2 separate regions of the Pan troglodytes genome follow, and region 1 is linked to region 2. The links are chromatin contacts, called in public Hi-C maps. All regions are on one chromosome and are shown on one strand. The core of a region is the stretch at or near the end of the contact, and the rest is flanking DNA. Distances in the headings are between cores, read along the strand shown.

Region 1 (4,842 bases), core at 1,615-4,114, 370 kb after region 2:
CTTTGAGACACCTGGTAGGATTATAGTGATCTAAAGAGGCATGGCCATGTGACTGCTTTGGCCAATGATGTATGGGCAGAAGTGATGTGTGCCATAAGTGGATGCTCTGACAGCCATGATGTTCCGAGTTCCTTCCCCACAGTCAGGATAGCTGTGAAAAGGGGTATCAACACAAGGCCTCCTTCAGCCTGAGCCCTTGAGTGACTACAATGAGCAGAGCTACCCCGCCAACCTACAACGGTCATGTAGCAGAAATGACCAACTTTCACTGGAATAAGCCACTGATATGTTAGGGTTGTTTGTTAGGGCAGCATAACGCTGCCTTTCCTGACAGAACTGGGAGTGAGAGATAAGGCTGGAGAGAGAAGGAGTTAGATTGTGAAAAGCCCCTTCTCCAAGGCATAGGAATCGGAACTCTCCTGATTGTAAGGAAAAGCCAATGAAAGCTTCCAAGCAGGGGCGTTAACATGAACAGATTTGTTATTTTTTTGGATGAAATATGCTATTTCTCAACATAAGGAGAAGATCAGCCTACTAAACCACATGAGGCAGAGAGGAACACACAGAACCTTAGGCAAAAGATATATATTTATACAAAGTTCTAAGTCTTGAAATTTCTAAATACAGGAGCTCTGAACGGAGTTACAGTCAGAGGATCCAGCAAGAAAATTTCTTCTATGCCACAAGCGCTATTTCCTCTGCAGATAACTAATACTCCACAAGAAAGTTTGCCAGAGTAGAGAAAATACAAAGGAATGTAACACAGACCTGAGGTCAATTTCCAGCTGCCTGTGTGACCTCAACAAAGATACTTAACCTCTCTGGGCCTATTTCCTCACATGTTAAATCTGGATAATAATATATGTCTCTCAAGACAGTTGTGGGGAGAAAACAGCGTATTTAAATTGCTTAGGAGAATGCCTGGCAGATAAGTGTTTAATACATGAAACTGATTTTTATTACTGTTATTAAAAACTATTTAGAACACCAACTCCCTGAATACAACAGAAAATGATTCAGGGCAACAGACAGAGGAGAATGTTCTCTCCTTGAGGAAGCAACTGGATCTTGTCATCACTGTATACCTACCCCACCCCCTCCCCAGCTCAGTGCCTGGCTCACAGTAGGCTTTCAGTTACCCTCTGCAGATCAGTGAAAGCTAGGTGAGTGCCCGGAGTGAAGAAAAGTTGGCAGGTTTCCCACTGATACCAGCTGCTGTTGGTTTCTGAACACTCAAAGCCGCAAATACCTTAGGGCTGGGGGCAATGAACCCAAGGCTGAATTCCAAGTTCAGAAGCAGCGAAGTCTGAATTTAGAACCTAGGAACTTAAACCTGCTGCAGGTCCAACTTCAAGCCCCAGTTCTAGACAGAGGCTTGGGAAAGAGCTGACTTCTAACCCGGTTCCCCCTCCCCTCCTCCCCTCGATGCTTCTCACAGGAAAGTACACCTGGTCCTGCCAAATCGCACTCTTATATCCTGGCATCCTATCCAGGCTCTGCGAGGATGGAAACTGCGAGGCAGGGGAGGGAAGCGGGCTGTTTGGCCACCACCTCCCTAGTGCTGCAGGCGACCCTGTCACACTAACTCCTGGCAGCCCAGTGAGGTGGACGGCACCGGCCCCACCTGCAGATGAGGGAAATGAAGCTCGGAGGAGTTCCGTGATTTGCTTGCTCCACATTGTGGTAGCCTGGCCACGAAAGAACCAGGATTCCCGACTTCGGGATTCTTTCCACCACACACTTTCGTCCCTAAGGGGTAGGGGGCGGGGGGAGAATAAAATAACCGCGGAAAAGGAACCACTTACATGTGTCTAGCGCTTCCTAGAGGCTACCCAGGATATGCGCCCACCACCCGGCCGGGAGTGCAGAAATTTGAAGTCCAGGTTCTACCCCGGGCTCCGAGTACTACTGCGTGACTTTATGCGAGTGTCCGCCGCCTTCTGGGCTTGTTTTCCCGGAAGCAACTCGGCGCGGATGGAGTGTGTGTGTGCGCGCGCGCGCGCGTTATGTTGTGCGTGTTGTGTTAAGCGTGTGCGTGTTGTCCGGGGGCGGGAGGGGGAGTAGACTAACACCGGGGTTCCCCGAGTTTCGGATCGCCTACACGCTTGTTCCCATCTGGACCCTGTTACCCACCAATTGCGCCCACTATAAAAACTGCCCCTCCGAGGCAAAGCTGTGAACCCCCGCGCCCTTTCCCCCACGGTCCCGTTGGATGAAGTGGGGTGCAACGGAGACTCAGCTGAGCGTCCAGTTTCGGGCAATACAAATCTCTAGGCTTCTACGAGCAGCCAGACGACCCCGCGGACCGTCGCTCCTGAACTTGACCGAGATGCAAACTTCGGAGCGTTCTCAACGTGGGGGGCCGACTCTCGGGAGACCGCCCCTAAACTTAAGTCTCCTTAGGCTCGCCTCCACCTGGGACTTCACAGAGCCACCTTAAGGGCGGTACTCCCGCCCCCCCGGAAGTGCGGGGGGGGTGGCAGCGTACTTGGATTCTCAGCCTCCAGCCCCGCGCGGTGGCGGCCGCCGGTGGATGACTTCGGGCCCCACAAGTGGGGAAACAACAACCACCCCTCGCCCGCACCCCTGGCCCAAAACAACTGGCCAGGTTCCCTGGCCTCCCGGGTCCCTGCATCCCCCGCATCCCCGTACGCAGCCGTGAACTTGAGCCCCCCTCCGTCAGAGGTTGCGAGCGTCCGCCCGCTCGCGGCAGCCACCGTCACTAGACAGTCAAACCCCAAGACGTCAGCCCACAATGCACCGGGCGGGCCGGGAAAAACGGCCCGGGGAGGGGACCGGGGAAGAGAGGGCCGAGAGGCGTGCAGCAGGGGGGAGGGTAGGAGAAAGAAGGGCCCGACTGTAGGAGGGCAGCGGAGCATTACCTCATCCCGTGAGCCTCCGCGGGCCCAGAGAAGAATCTTCTAGGGTGGAGTCTCCATGGTGACGGGCGGGCCCGCCCCCCTGAGAGCGACGCGAGCCAATGGGAAGGCCTTGGGGTGACATCATGGGCTATTTTTAGGGGTTGACTGGTAGCAGATAAGTGTTGAGCTCGGGCTGGATAAGGGCTCAGAGTTGCACTGAGTGTGGCTGAAGCAGCGAGGCGGGAGTGGAGGTGCGCGGACTCAGGCAGACAGACAGACACAGCCAGCCAGCCAGGTCGGCAGTATAGTCCGAACTGCAAATCTTATTTTCTTTTCACCTTCTCTCTAACTGCCCAGAGCTAGCGCCTGTGGCTCCCGGGCTGGTGTTTCGGGAGTGCCCAGAGAGCCTGGTCTCCAGCCGCCCCCGGGAGGAGAGCCCTGCTGCCCAGGCGCTGTTGACAGCGGCGGAAAGCAGCGGTACCCACGCGCCCGCCGGGGGAAGTCGGCGAGCGGCTGCAGCAGCAAAGAACTTTCCCGGCTGGGAGGACCGGAGACAAGTGGCACAGAGTCCCGGAGCGAACTTTTGCAAGCCTTTCCTGCGTCTTAGGCTTCTCCGCGGCGGTAAAGACCAGAAGGCGGTGGAGAGCCACGCGAGAGAAGAAGGACGTGCGCTCAGCTTCGCTAGCACCGGTTGCTGAACTTGGGCGAGCGCGAGCCGCGGCTGCCGGGCGCCCCCTCCCCCTAGCAGCGGAGGAGGGGACAAGTCGTCGGAGTCCGGGCGGCCGAGACCCTCCGCCGGCCGGCCACTGCAGGGTCCGCACTGATCCGCGCCGCGGGGAGAGCCGCTGCTCTGGGAAGTGAGTTCTCCTGCGGACTCCGAGGAACCGCTGCGCCCGAAGAGCGCTCAGTGAGTGACCGCGACTTTTCAAAGCCGGGTAGCGCGCGCGAGTCGACAAGTAAGAGTGCGGGAGGCATCTTAATTAACCCTGCGCTCCCTGGAGCGAGCTGGTGAGGAGGGCGCAGCGGGGACGACAGCCAGCGGGTGCGTGCGCTCTTAGAGAAACTTTCCCTGTCAAAGGCTCCGGGGGGTGCGGGTGTCCCCCGCTTGCCAGAGCCCTGTTGCGGCCCCGAAACTTGTGCGCGCAGCCCAAACTAACCTCACGTGAAGTGACGGACTGTTCTATGACTGCAAAGATGGAAACGACCTTCTATGACGATGCCCTCAACGCCTCGTTCCTCCCGTCCGAGAGCGGACCTTATGGCTACAGTAACCCCAAGATCCTGAAACAGAGCATGACCCTGAACCTGGCCGACCCAGTGGGGAGCCTGAAGCCGCACCTCCGCGCCAAGAACTCGGACCTCCTCACCTCGCCCGACGTGGGGCTGCTCAAGCTGGCGTCGCCCGAGCTGGAGCGCCTGATAATCCAGTCCAGCAACGGGCACATCACCACCACGCCGACCCCCACCCAGTTCCTGTGCCCCAAGAACGTGACAGATGAGCAGGAGGGCTTCGCCGAGGGCTTCGTGCGCGCCCTGGCCGAACTGCACAGCCAGAACACGCTGCCCAGCGTCACGTCGGCGGCGCAGCCGGTCAACGGGGCAGGCATGGTGGCTCCCGCGGTAGCCTCGGTGGCAGGGGGCAGCGGCAGCGGCGGCTTCAGCGCCAGCCTGCACAGCGAGCCGCCGGTCTACGCCAACCTCAGCAACTTCAACCCAGGCGCGCTGAGCAGCGGCGGCGGGGCGCCCTCCTACGGCGCGGCTGGCCTGGCCTTTCCCGCGCAACCCCAGCAGCAGCAGCAGCCGCCGCACCACCTGCCCCAGCAGATGCCCGTGCAGCACCCGCGGCTGCAGGCCCTGAAGGAGGAGCCTCAGACAGTGCCCGAGATGCCTGGCGAGACACCGCCCCTGTCCCCCATCGACATGGAGTCCCAGGAGCGGATCAAGGCGGAGAGGAAGCGCATGAGGAACCGCATCGCTGCCT
Region 2 (4,917 bases), core at 211-2,710:
AAATCTGCTTTCCTGTACCTTATGAATCTTCATCCCACTTATTAATTCTGGTTTGGGCCAGAATCAGAAGTTTTCATTTTTAACCCAGAAGTTCATGGATGAATTTCTGCAAATCTAGTGAACCCTGAAATTGTAAAGAAATTTTAATGATTTTTTAGCATTTGTGTATTGTTTACTGGGAAGTGGTAGAAAAGCTTTTCAACAGATTCTCCAATGGGTCTTTGATCTAAAAATACACTTGTGAACATTGCTTTAGAGCAGGGGTTCTCAAAGTGTGATCCTGGAGCCAGCGGAATCAGCATCTCCTGGGTATTATTGGGAATGTAGGGCCTATCCCAGACCTACTAAATCAGAAACTCTGGGAGTGGGACCCAGAAATCTGTGTTAATAAGTCTTCCAGATGATTCTGATGTGTGCTCAAGCTTGATAACCACTGCCCTAGAGCAAACATAAACATGAATAATGTGGCAATAGGGTCTGTTCACTGGCCTAGGTGAGACATTCATAGTGGATGTGATATCAAGGAGGGGAGAGCAAAATCATAGAAGGCTGAGATCTTCTTTGGATACTCTCAGGAAGGAAACACTGAGACATAAATTTTGAACTGAGCCAATATTTTGGACAAGGCACTCACGTAGGACTTCCATGGAGCTCAGAACAGGCATTTCTGGGAGATGCTGAGCTCTTGACTTGCAGCTTAGAAGATGCAACCTGTAGAATCCTGCATCATTCCCAAATCCCTTGGAGGCTAGCCGTCCCCCTCTCATATACAGTTTCTTCTAGGGCTAGAGTTTAGATATCTTGTTTCATCCAAGGTACACAGACCTCTAATGACATTTCACAGAGGATATTTTACTGGACTCCCAGGGCATTTAGTATCACTGACACCCTAACCACTCACTGTAAGGTGCCAGGGCCCTGGCCCATACATTTGCCCGGCAACACAACAGCTGTGCACTCTGTGCAGGATTCATGCCTGCAATACCAGTCTCTTTCAGCATCTTCCTTGAAACACAAAAAGGTCCAGAAACAACCTGCAGTGCTTGGCAATGGAAGCGGTGAGGATTCCTGTGCCCTACTCCCTTGCAGCCTGTCCCCTCCCAGGATCCAGGCTCGGCCTCTTTCTTTCTGCTAAGTCACAAAGCTGGAAAGTGCTGCGGGTAGGGAGAGAGCCTGTGCCTGCTGGTTGGCTTGGAAAGGTTCTGGGAATTCATTATGATCTAAACAACTATTCCAGTTATTCATGTGACTCAGCCCCTGAAATCAGGATCATCCTGTGTCCACAGGGCCGGGTGTTGCTGACTCAGTGCTGAAGAGGGCACCTTGTCAGCCCTCCTAGGCTCCCAACTCCCCCTCTCCCTCCCCTTCCTCCCCAGAGGACACTGAAGGAAAGCAGATGCGTGAGTAAGCTTCTCAGCCTGTTCAGTTTCATTTTTAAACAAGCAACTAACCTCCTCCCATTCTAGCTTCTCACCGCACACATCTGTCAGTCTTCTGTGCATTTTGGTGGGGAAGCAATCACAGTCACTTATGCATCATGCATTCACATATGCATTTAGCACAGGTTTAGCCACACCTACTGTGTGTGCAGCTGATTGCTAACGGCTCAGATCCAGAGATAGACATGGGCTATATCTGCCCATAACATTCAGGGGTCTAGTGGGAAAAATGCATTAAAGGACATTAAGGATGTAATGGAAAAAGCCCTGTAGCAGAGTGCTTTTAACTCTTATAGAGAGCTTTGAGATTGCTGAGCTGCAAGTGCCAACCCTTTTTAGGTGTCTGGCATTCCTCTTCAACAAGCAGCAAAATTCATAGAGTGTGGTTGGGAACTACTTCATCTATGAGAACTAGAGAGAGAAGAAAATTCCAGGAACCAACATGGCACAAGAGAGGGCTTTCTGGAAGAAGGCTGAAGAAGGCTGAAAGGGTGTGGAGACTAAAGTGGCAAGTTTTACAGTTTTCCCCAAGGGCCTTTTCTTTCTTTCTTTTTTTTTTAATATCTACAATTTTTATTTGTAAATTTGAAACACGTAAAATGGAAAAGGAAAATAGGAAGAGAAAAAGAAAAAAATATATATGTATATATATAACCTAGTGTAATAGTTTGAGCATTTTTTGTTTTTATTTTTGTTTTTTGTTTGTTTTGTTTTTCCCTGAATATCTCCTTTTAGGTGAATTCCATCCATCCAGTTACTCCACTGCGGTACATCATACCTCTCTAGATTTGCAACACAGATGATTTCATGAGATTCCCCTTCATCACTGTCTTGAGTTGTTTCCACTCTTTTCTCCATCACATCTTCAATCTTTGTTGTTTTATTCCCCAGTTCCACTGGTGGTGGAAGGTGGGGGGAGTCCTCAATATATGGTCAAAAGTAGATAAGTGGCAATAAAATTAAGAGTTAAATTATTTTTTCTTAAACATAGAAGCAGTTTTCCCATTGTCTTTTAATTGCCAGTTGGAGAAATTTTTTTAATAGTTTCATTCTTGTCCTTTTCTTAAGTCTGATACACACTATGTACTAGGCACGATGGCACAATTTCCCCAAAATAGTAAACTGCTTGAGCTTTCCTTCCTCATTTGATGGGGGAAAGGTGGAGTGAAAAAAAAGAAAGATCACATGCTGTTGAATGAAAATTAAAGAAAATATTACATGTAAAGTATCATATCTCATTAACTACTAAAAGAATACACACACACACACACACACACACACACACACAGTAGGTACAGAAAGCTTAAGTAGCCTCACTGAGTGTGCCTGAGCCGAGATTAGGGCCTGTGTTGTTGCCACTTACAAACTTACTGTACATGTAGGTACATAACGCAACGAGATGATCAGATCCCATTTTACAGATGGGAAAACTGAGACTTGGAGAAGTTAAGTAACATCTCCAAAGCCATACAAATAGTAGGTGAGGTGGCAGGCCTTCAGACCCAGGTGTATCTGAATTCAAAGTCTGGGCCCTTTCTGCCACACCATCCTGTTTTTGTCTTTTTTTTTTTTCTTTCACTTTTTGAGACCAGATTTCATTTCTCTTTAGGATCTAGTCTGAACCTCTATAAACATGGAATCTGATACCATTGTCATCCAGGATTATGATTTTAATCCATTGCAACATTAGAATTAGAATGCTTAAGCTTAACCCCAAGCATACTTCCTTATATTCATTCATTCATTCAATACATTTATATTGAATATTCATCTGTTTGTGCCAGACCCAGGTCCCAAAAAAAGAGCAACGAAAAAGACAGGCAGGCAGGGTCCTTTCTCCTTGTGGACCATTGAGCATAACAGGGAGAGAAAAATGTGAAGTAATAGTTACACAACTGATCAGTTTATTACAACCATAGTAAATGGTATTATAATGATAGCTACACTTCCATTGTTTACTATGTGCCAGTACCTATCCTAGGCAATGTACATATATTAACTCATTTCATTCTCATAGGCATATGAAGGAAGTAGAGAGATCAAGGAAGGCTTCTTGAAGGAAGTGTCAGCTCAGTCTGGAAGCAGAAATTATATTAAGGAGAGGGAGTTGGGGAGGAACATGAGTAGTCTAGGACTGTGCTGGCCAGGTAATCCTTAGCTACATGAGGCTATGACACATTTGAAATGTGGCTAGGCTGAATTGAGGTGGGCTATAAATGTAAAATACATACTAGGTTTCAAGACAGTATAGAAGAAAATATGTATGATAATGTGTTAACTTTTTATGTTGATTACATGTTGAGATGATATTTTGGGTATATTGGGTTAAATCAAATATGTAATTAATATTAAATTTACTTGTTTCTTTTTACTTTTTTTAATGTGGCCACTAGAAAATTTAAAATTAATTATGTGTCTCACATCATATTTTGATTGGACAGTGCTGCTCTAGAAATCTGGGAAGCTTCAGGGAGCAGGTACGTCAGGGGAACAAGAACCCAGAGGAGGTATGGGGAATGATGAGAGAAGATTTAAAAAAAAATGCTGAAAGCAAATATGAATTACCAACTCTCTAATCTGCAGGTCAGAAAGGGTCATTGCAACCTTTGCAAGCCCCAAATCTGAGAGGTTGGGGCCCACCAACTTATGAAAATAGTATCATTCTCAAAACAAGCTCCAGCTGTGAGCCAGGGGATGGTTAATGGCTGTTTTTGAGGCAGATTTTGTAGAAGGACGAGGCAAGAATCATTAGGGCAAAACAGTAAATCAAATTGGAGGAACATCTCAGGGTAAAAGTCAATCCTTTAACAATGGCTGGGCCAGCCCTCTAACATCTTCCTGCCCGCCCTTTTACCTCTCTGGTCTCATCTCCTACTCAGCTTCTTCCCCATCCCTGCCCCTACTCCAGTTACAATGGCCTCTTTGGTGAGCCTCAAACACACCAGGCATGCTCCTGACTCAGGACCTTCGCGCTGGCTGTTCCCCCTGTTGGAAACACTCTTCCCCTAGCTATCCTATGGCTTACTATCTTAACTCACCTCATCAGTAAGGCCTACCTGACCATCTTATTTAGAATTGCAACTCCAATTGCACTCCTTTACCCTACTCTTTTGTTTTTCTTTTTGTAACTGTTACTACCTTCTAACATGTTCAATGATTTACCTTTTATTGTGTTTACTGTTAATCTCCCTATTAGGAAGTATGTTCTCCAAAGACAGGGATCTCGGTTTTATTTCCTTCATTATACCCCATACCAAGACAGTGCCTGGCATAGAGCACCTGCTCAATTAACTTAGTTTTTTGAATGAACGAAAGCGTCAATGGTGATGCTCAGGGCAGGTTTGGTCAATGGACAGGCATCCTCTGTGTACCCTCTCCTCTCCTGAAGAAAAGGACTCTTTTTTCCTCTCCTGCAGTTGGATTTAACTAACCTCGCTTCCCGTTCAGCTTTTACTACTCAGGGTTCTGCCCTGTTCTG

Evidence for each region. A called contact is a pair of places that touch in the nucleus more often than the background predicts.
Region 1: a contact with region 2 is called in a Hi-C map of stem cell-derived neural progenitor cells, with 4 times the contacts expected there. The contact joins two enhancer-like sites. A contact is called at or near these places in 1 of 7 Hi-C or Micro-C datasets (stem cell-derived neural progenitor cells) and 1 of 1 datasets of contacts at active chromatin or transcription factors (stem cell-derived excitatory neurons).

Annotation. Positions count from the first base shown.
Region 1 is chr1:172,210,502-172,215,343 of NHGRI_mPanTro3-v2.0_pri, forward strand. It overlaps JUN (Jun proto-oncogene, AP-1 transcription factor subunit), which reads left to right. Exons shown (of 1, transcript XM_063801435.1): 1 at 1-4,842. The coding sequence starts at 4,044. Among named protein-coding and RNA genes, the nearest start is that of JUN, 12 kb to the left of the region's middle. Within about 2 kb of position 2,865, at least 17 of the 24 cell types and tissues checked have an H3K27ac peak or open chromatin away from gene starts, as enhancers often do. A contact at or near this core is called in stem cell-derived neural progenitor cells, where this site is marked.
Region 2 is chr1:171,842,146-171,847,062 of NHGRI_mPanTro3-v2.0_pri, forward strand. No RefSeq gene overlaps it. Among named protein-coding and RNA genes, the nearest start is that of FGGY, 150 kb to the left of the region's middle. Within about 2 kb of position 1,461, at least 13 of the 24 cell types and tissues checked have an H3K27ac peak or open chromatin away from gene starts, as enhancers often do. A contact at or near this core is called in stem cell-derived neural progenitor cells, where this site is marked.